Linked DNA regions of Drosophila melanogaster: region 2 is linked to region 1. The links are chromatin contacts, called in public Hi-C maps. All regions are on one chromosome and are shown on one strand. Each heading gives the region's core, a stretch centred on a gene start, on an enhancer-like site or on the middle of the called end of the contact. The rest is flanking DNA. Distances are from core to core; before and after follow the strand shown.

Region 1 (4,112 bases), core at 834-3,333:
ATCCCGATTTTTTTTGTTTTTTTTTTGCCTACAACCACCATTGCAATGGGATCAGGAGATCAGTCAATCTCTCAATGCAATTGCCGCAATTTTTATGGCCACATTTACTGCGGGATCACGACTTTCGCTCCCTCAACCTGTGCCGCAAAACGAATTCGTGCCTCCAAATCGATTGCTTGCCGCGAAAGATCTACTATGTATAGTGCAACAACACATGGCCCTCAGTTAATTGTGTAAATGCGATCAATTAAGAGTGTGCAATTAATTGAAAATATACATATGTGGTACAGTGTTGATTGGCTGGCACGGACGTAGAATAACAGAAGCGCAGTGCAGTGAAAGCGTTTCAATTATACATATCTGTTTGTTTGGGGCAGCTGATTTCTACTTTCTAACACCGTGCCACATTAGCTGAGCATTATTTAAATTGTTGTGATATAAGATAAATACTATGAATGCCAGAAAATAAAATTGTTGAGAGTGTAAACTTGGGGTTTTTCGTCTTTTTTTTTTTTGTTACCCAATGAACAAGCAATCCATTGAAAACAGAGATGAGGAGACCAGTTAAGATTACTTTTAGTTCTAATACACATATTATTGAGGTAGTCTCAGAAACCAACCACTGCCTAAATTTATCTGATTGTTATGTATTTTTTTCCCTATTTTCAGATCCGATCGCCACGCCCACAGCGCCAACATGTGGAGCCCACAAAAAGGCCCTACACGACTGTGGGACCTTAGGTTTAGTAGCTGTATATTTATCTTACACTTAATGGTAAGTAAGCAAAATCAAATTGTAAACAATAATACTTAGTGTGAACCATGGGCAAACAAAAAATAGAAAAATATCTAATCTACGGAAAAATGATTACAATTTGTTTGATCAACAAATGTTTCTATTACAGCACATAAATTGTGGTCTGATCTAGGCAATAAATTGAAGAATAGTTAGATACAATTGGGACTTGGTTTGCTAAAGAATTTTAATCACATAACGTTTGGTACATGCATACATACATATATATATATAGATATATATATATTTTTAATAAAAATAAAATATAGTAGATCAACTTCATATGACACTTCCTTGTTGTAAACACAAATAGCAGAAGCATCCAGTGGGAAATCTAGAGTCTAGAGGGTTTCGCCGACAGGCTTGATGGTCAGCTCGTGAATCTGGACATTTGGCGGGGTCTGGATGCAGTAGCTAATGGCATCGGCCACATCCTCAGAGCGGAGCATTGGAAAGTCGGGAATGCCAACGAGAGCCTCCTTGTCGATGATCTCGGTGTCCACGGCACCGGGACTGATGCTCTGTAAAATCACAATGGATATTTATCGGAAAAGGGGGTAATCGAAATGTCAACTTTAAGCTAATCTCTCTCTGCGCACTTACCGTAATCTTGGTCTGGGTCTTGTTGTTGTGGAACTCCTGACGCAGCACCTCCGTGAGAGCGGTGACTGCGTACTTCGATGGCGAATACATGCCCATGGTGATGCCTGGGTTGTTGATCACCCGGTGTCCGGCCACACTGTTGACAATCAGGATGTGTCCATCGTTAACATTGCGTCTCTTCAGTGATTTGAAAGCCTCGCGGGTGCACCACGAAACGCCCAGGACATTGGTATCCAGAATGGCACGAAGATCAGCGCCATTACCCTCGTGGGTGATGCCCACACCGAGGCGAACAATGCCAGCGTTGTTGACCAGCACATCGGCACCGCCCAGTGTTGCATCGATCCATGCGAACGCATCGATCACCTCCTGCTCCTGGCTCACATCGCATTTGCGTCCATGGAAACGACTGGCCTGGTCCGCTGGCAGCGAAGCCTTCAGCTCCTGCAGACGGTCCTCGCGACGTGCAAGACCCACGACCACCAAGCCCTTGGACACCAAATCCTTGCAACAGGCAGCTCCGATTCCCGAACTGGCGCCAGTGACAACAGCAACGCGATTTAGCCAACGATCCATAATTTGTATTTAGTATTTGTTTGTACGGGTCTAATGCAACTGAGATGTATATATATATATATATGTATATACGGTTGGTTTGCGATCGCGACCTGTTCTAGAACTGCTCTTTCATTGCCGATCCACTTGCTTTTATAGATCATCGCAGTTCCCAGCAGAGCCGATCAGTTCCGAGCTCAAATTTGAGAGAGTAATAGTATTCACCACTCGTCTCCATTTTGGGCCGAGTCCAAAACATTCTCGCCGTTCAGCCGGCTTTTTTCTCAATTGTATCGTAATCGTGAGTCAGCATAAAGCCATCGCGCCTCTGTTGATCAACTCATTCTAGAAAGATACTCCAAACATATATGTACTATGCGATAGCTCTCCCCTTTCGATGATGATAAGAATGAGCATGAGTGGACTTCATTATGGGTCAGCACATTTGGTTTGGGCTGGGGGCTTCCAAAGAGGGGGAACACCACATTGTGACACACTCGTTTAAAATGATATGGAATCGCTCGCAATTGTCTACTTGTTGGCGCTCAGTTAAGGTTTAATGTAATAGAATTCAAACATGACGCTTATTTGCTTCGCTTGAAAACTGCAAATCATTGTAAGTAAGCAGTTTGCTTTGCTTTCGAAGGCAAACTCATTGATAGTAGGCAGTTTATAAGTATACATACATATATGTGTATTATCAGACTAACAAAAATCGAATTTAAGCAAGAGCTAAACTTGGGAAACAAATTGATATTTTTATTACGTATACGAACTGTTGACTGTTTGCTATTGACCATTACGTATACGTATTGTTGTCACTGATTTTGTTTCAATATTTCATTCGAATGAGAATATGATGTAAAGCATTGAGATAAGCTTGTGAAAAGCATGACAAGCAAAATGCGTTAAATGTAAATGCAATAATGCTAAACTATTCGTTGGCTTGATCAAGATGTAAAACAATTACAATGCATTTGCATAAACTAATTTATACAGTAACAAGTAACAAGCAACTGGAAGATCTGGCTGCGATCCATACGATCCATTCCTGCATTTCCATTTTGGTCCGTTGTGGCGACGCCAGACAATGTGGCACCAGCTAAGATCGGATGGTATATAGCCGGTTATATATATTCAACATATATATATATATGAATACCCACTTGTTCAGTTGCCACTCATCCAGTAAGTCAACTTTTACTGCGGACGGGGGCAAGGAAAATGCAAATTCCTTGAGCCAGCGACTCGCTCAGACTTCCCTCGATTTGATTTTGCTGATCGAAGCCGATCTATGCGGCATGTGGCAAGGCAGTTTGGGGCAGGTATCGGTATGCAAATATGCAAATATGCAAATGTGTCAGGTGCAACTACCTCCCGAAAACCACAAGCCCCTCAGCATGATTGGAGCACAGGTTCCAGTTAGATCCCCCTCAAAAAGCCAAACGGATGCAGGCCAAGTGGAATTCGCTTTCCCATTTCGATTGGCCTTCATTGGCCATCCAAAAGGGGGGGAACTGAGGACTGCAGACCGAAGACCAGCCTAAAGAGCCTGAAGAGACTGGAGAGACTGGATTGCCGTTTCGTTTTTATTGGCAACACGTTTGTCAGGTGCCAGGTGCCAGTGGAACCGTTAGGAGCCCACCCACAAGGCTGGCCAATGAATTTCGGGATCGGGAATATCAAGTTATAGCTGAAATCCATACAACTTGTAATTCATGGAAGACTTTTACGTGTATTTCTGTTCTTTAAGCGTTTCATCACTTAAACTTCGTCCAGCCCCACATGCATGAAAAAGTTATCTTTTTCTTTCTATGCAATTAACTAAATTGTGATTCTCTGGTTTTTTTTTGTTTTCAATTACAGTTTAGTTTAGTCATAGCTGGTAATGAACTGTGGCCCATGGAACGGCCAGACGGAATGCCCAATATCGTCTCACTGGAGGTGATGTGCGGCAAGGATCACATGGATGTACATCTCACCTTTTCGCATCCATTCGAGGGCATCGTCAGCTCCAAAGGTGAGTCGCCTTCATATGGGAATGTCGCATATAATCCTTTAACTTATCCACTTTATCATTATCCCCAAAAAGGACAACACAGCGATCCGCGTTGCGTTTATGTGCCGCCCTCAACGGGCAAGACGTTCTTCTCCTTCC
Region 2 (4,112 bases), core at 890-3,389, 43 kb after region 1:
AGGCCAACGAAGGCCACGACGGCCAGTAATATGCATAACTTCATATTGAAGATCTCTCAGGAAAACTGCAAATAAGAAAGGGATTGCGTTAATTTTCGCCCAATTATTTCAACCTCGGCTTTTTGTACACGTCAACACAATCACACACACGCAAACATAAATGGCCAGTGTTCTTTTTGGCTCTCGCTCTCCCTCTGCGAGAGAACCAGTACTGATGACGTCGGCCAGATTGTCAACTGTTAACATGTACCGTTAGCTGTGCCACTTTGGCAACATTATTATTTTAAACACGATTCTACCAGATTCAGTACCTTATAAATCTTACTAGTAGTCAAGATCGGATAAAGAACACGTCTACTCCAATGGCTAACTGCCCGGCAACTGCTAAGCGGTGCGCTCATCTCCGTTCTGCTGACATTGACCGACGCCGACGTCGCCGGAAAGCGAGAGAGAGAGAGCAGCGAAATTTGTATACGTGTAACATTTTTCTGGTTCTTTCTTTGCTGCTGCCGGTGAGAGAGCGGCCAAATAACTGGTTTAATTCTTTTCGTTATTTCACGCACCGCAAGAAAGTCCCCCTCCCAACGCACAATTCCAGAAGGAAAGCTGGATTTGCACAGCTGTTTGTGGCTTAACCACTTAGGTATTTTATTCTTTTTTCTATGCCACACTGACGTGTACTTTGCGACCATCGGAGAGAGACACACAGAGAGAGCAAAGCGAGTGCTTATAAATCAGCCAAATAAATGACGTGTACCAAGCGGATTGAACGCAGACAAACGCACACAGATAGGCCTACTCCCACTCACACAGACGGCAAAATGCGCAGGCGCTTCGCGGTCTTTTAAAAAAAAGAAGTAAATGTAAGCAAAATTAACCGTAAATTACTGTAAAAGGAAAACAAGAACTTCACCTAAATGCAAGCTTAGGCTGTAAGAAACTAATACGAAGAAGAAGACAAAGTTCATTCACCGAACTTGTCACTTGTCACGACCACCACGTCATTGGTTGGCCTTTATTGGTTTCAACTATAAAGGAAACTAATTTCATACGTTTCTATTTCTTTAAGGGCACGTGCGGGCAAACTTTTTGTAGCAGACCTCTTTTACTTTTGCCAATATGGCGACTGTAAAATTGCAGTGTATTGGTGTCCCTCTTTGCCGTCCGTTCCTTTACACGAATATTCTAGCAGTGCAAGTGCACTTTCCAGCTATTTGTGCTAACGTCCAGCTCGTATTTAAGCCTTTTCTTTGAACTAACACTTACACTTATCGCTGAGCGGTTAATAATTTCAAATTGGTTTCGATTTAATGTGCTTTCTCGACGCTTCAAAGTGAACTGACAGAGCAGTAGAATATGTGGCTGCTGCTTATCTGACGTTTTTGCCGGCGCTTTCTACGTACGCACACAGTCATACGCTGCGGCACACACACACACGTGCAACTCTGGGGCCAAAAAGACACGTCAGTGGTAGATCAGTGTTGGAAAGCACGCGATTGTTCGGCCGACGAATAACCGCTTTTCAAAAATATATAATTATTTCTACACACAATATTTCGCGTTGTCCTTATCAATATCAGGTAGTAAATAGTATTTTACAGTTACCAATGGGTCTGTCAAGCAATCGTTTTGATTCTTTTATAATGTTGCCTCAATTTTGTTTCAAAATAAACAATAATATAATATAAGAAATGCTATAACGCAATTCAAGCCACTGAATTCCTTGCAACACATATTTATAAAAAAAAATAGATATATTTAAATATACACTTTATGCTGGTTCTTTTGGTCCAAAGTAAATTTGATAAATATTTTCCTGTTTCTTAGATGTTAATACCAACAGCATACACTCATATCAACTTTCAATATAATTTTCTTTTTGTATACTTACATTTTCTAACTAAAACTATTAAAAAAAAATTCACTTATTTAGGTAATTGTCACTTTTTGTCACAGAAGTATTAGTCTTTGTTGTTTTTTGGCTTGGTTTTAATTGATCTAATGGGAATGTAACGATTTCTTGTTTATATTTGCGGTCACAGCGCGTTACAATGTTCTTGGGGTAATAATTTGTATTTAATAAATCGCGTTTCTCTTTTGCTGTGCTGTTATTCCTTGTACTTTTGTTTTGAAACTGATTTTCACTCTCTGTTTTCCGGCTATTTATTGCTCTTTGCTCTCACCTACCACTGACGTGTCGATGAGTTTAGTTTTCTAGAAACATCGATACACATCTGGCAATCGAATAAGTCGAATAAATATTTCGTTAGACTAAAATGTCTAATTAATAAAGGTATTAAGAAGATATAATTAAAAATAAAAATAATATATTACAGGATTATATGATTGCAACTATTTCTGCTATACGGTTTACAATCATTTTAATAATAGTTTTTTAAGATTTAACTTCTTTTATATATTCATTTTATTCAATATAATTTTAATCGATAACTATCTTAAGGTGTTACATCTCTAGCACTGACGTGTCGCAGGCGTAGCTGTTCCGCCCACTGGAGGCCAACTCTCGCTCTCGCTCTCTCCCAGAGCTTTTCACTATTTGTTTACCCAAACATTTTCGGAGCGGAGAGAGTACGATGTTTGGCCTTCTTCTTTTTCTTTTTATGGTGTTTGGTTTGTCTGATGCAAATATGCGTTCCCCTTAAGTAAAGCCGCAACGAGCACTGACGTGTACATTGCCCCAGGTTAACCGTTATGCTTCCAGCTGAATCTGGATGTTTGCCGTTACTTTAAGTGGGGCGTAATTATTGACAACTTCCCAAAACTATTTTTAGACTTTGTAATTGTTCATTCCGATACTTGAAGTTATAAATATATGCTTTTGGGTTCTTATTATTATAAGCATATAATTACATTCGAAATTTAAATTTAAGCTTATATGCAGCTGTTTTTAATACTATGACAACCGGAAATGGTACTGCAATATTTACATGTAAATTCGAAAGAAAAACTAACTGCTTATCCATAGTTTTGAGTGGTAAACGAATGGAGTTTAATAAAGACATAGAATCAAATTTTTTTTCAAACTTACCTCTTTCATATATAAATGTTATTTATATTTTATATTATTAAAAATGTCTAGTATTTTATATATGTATGTATATATTGCTATTTCGAATTCCATATAGCAACTCTAGACTTTTTTAGCACTTCCCAGAATTTTTATTAATAATATTTACATATATGAAAAATAAAATTTAAAAGCGTATTTAAACAATACGCTCAAATGATGATTCAAAAATGTTTCAAGAATATCATGACTAATATTTGGGGGGATAAAAAATGATATATTTTCCGAAAAAGTCGAAAATACCACGTTTATCTGGCAATTTCCAGGCATTTCGTCGATCTTCATTTGAAATGATAATTTCCATAAATTAAACGACTACCGATAAGAACAGGCAAACAGTCTATATATGTAGCATATTTATAGCGAGTTCTTGACTTATCAGTCCGCATCCGCCCGAGAATGAAAAACACCCACTTTTTAGTTTTCTTTTTTTTTTTTTTGTCGATTTTTGTAATGACACTCATTCAATATCAATATATTTTCATAACAATACATAATAGCATGTAATAATCTTTTTATCATCTCCCCGCTCAGCGCCCCGTCGATATCGTACCGTACTTTACATTATAAAAGTAGACGTTGACCAAAATTCTGGTTTGGAATCCAGCCAAATTATGTAGTTTTCTTTCTGTCGCAGATTGTGTGCAGGAAAAACTATGGACAGGTTGTATTCTAAGCAACACATTCAATAATCTCTATTCGATAATTTCCATATCTATTAAAAAAATTATTATAAAAAAAAGAATTGATGATACAATCTAGGTTCTTTATGGCGAATTTGCTATAATTGGATTATTGATAATGCAAATAATGGTCGACGTGGTCGAAGAATGGGCCACATCATCTGCTCTCCACAATATTTAAAGCTTAACGACATATAAACATCAATTGCTTTACAATGCTGTCGTGTTTTTGTTTTTTTTGGTCAAATGTGTTTGTGGCTATTTGTGAAAAGTGAAATAAAATCGCTAAGTTTTTTATGCGTATATACATACATACATATATATATATATATATATATGTA

What was found. A called contact is a pair of places that touch in the nucleus more often than the background predicts.
Region 2: a contact with region 1 is called in a Hi-C map of the Kc167 cell line, with 4 times the contacts expected there. The contact joins the promoter of Hsc70-3 here to the promoter of CG9360 in region 1. A contact is called at or near these places in 4 of 107 Hi-C or Micro-C datasets (the Kc167 cell line, eye imaginal disc, pupal leg imaginal disc and 1 more) and 1 of 6 datasets of contacts at active chromatin or transcription factors (the Kc167 cell line).

What each region holds. Positions count from the first base shown.
Region 1 is chrX:11,762,507-11,766,618 of dm6, forward strand. CG9360 reads right to left here and starts at 2,084. Exons shown (of 2, transcript NM_132518.3): 1 at 1,400-2,084; 2 at 968-1,317. The coding sequence starts at 1,975. The coding sequence ends at 1,138. It overlaps m (miniature), which reads left to right. Exons shown (of 8, transcript NM_132519.2): 3 at 670-775; 4 at 3,821-3,974; 5 at 4,047-4,112. The coding sequence starts at 698.
Region 2 is chrX:11,804,978-11,809,089 of dm6, forward strand. It overlaps Hsc70-3 (Heat shock protein 70 cognate 3), which reads right to left and starts at 2,140. Exons shown (of 3, transcript NM_078577.3): 1 at 1,892-2,140; 2 at 1-65. The coding sequence starts at 44. CG1578 reads right to left here. Exons shown (of 8, transcript NM_001298212.1): 8 at 3,529-4,112.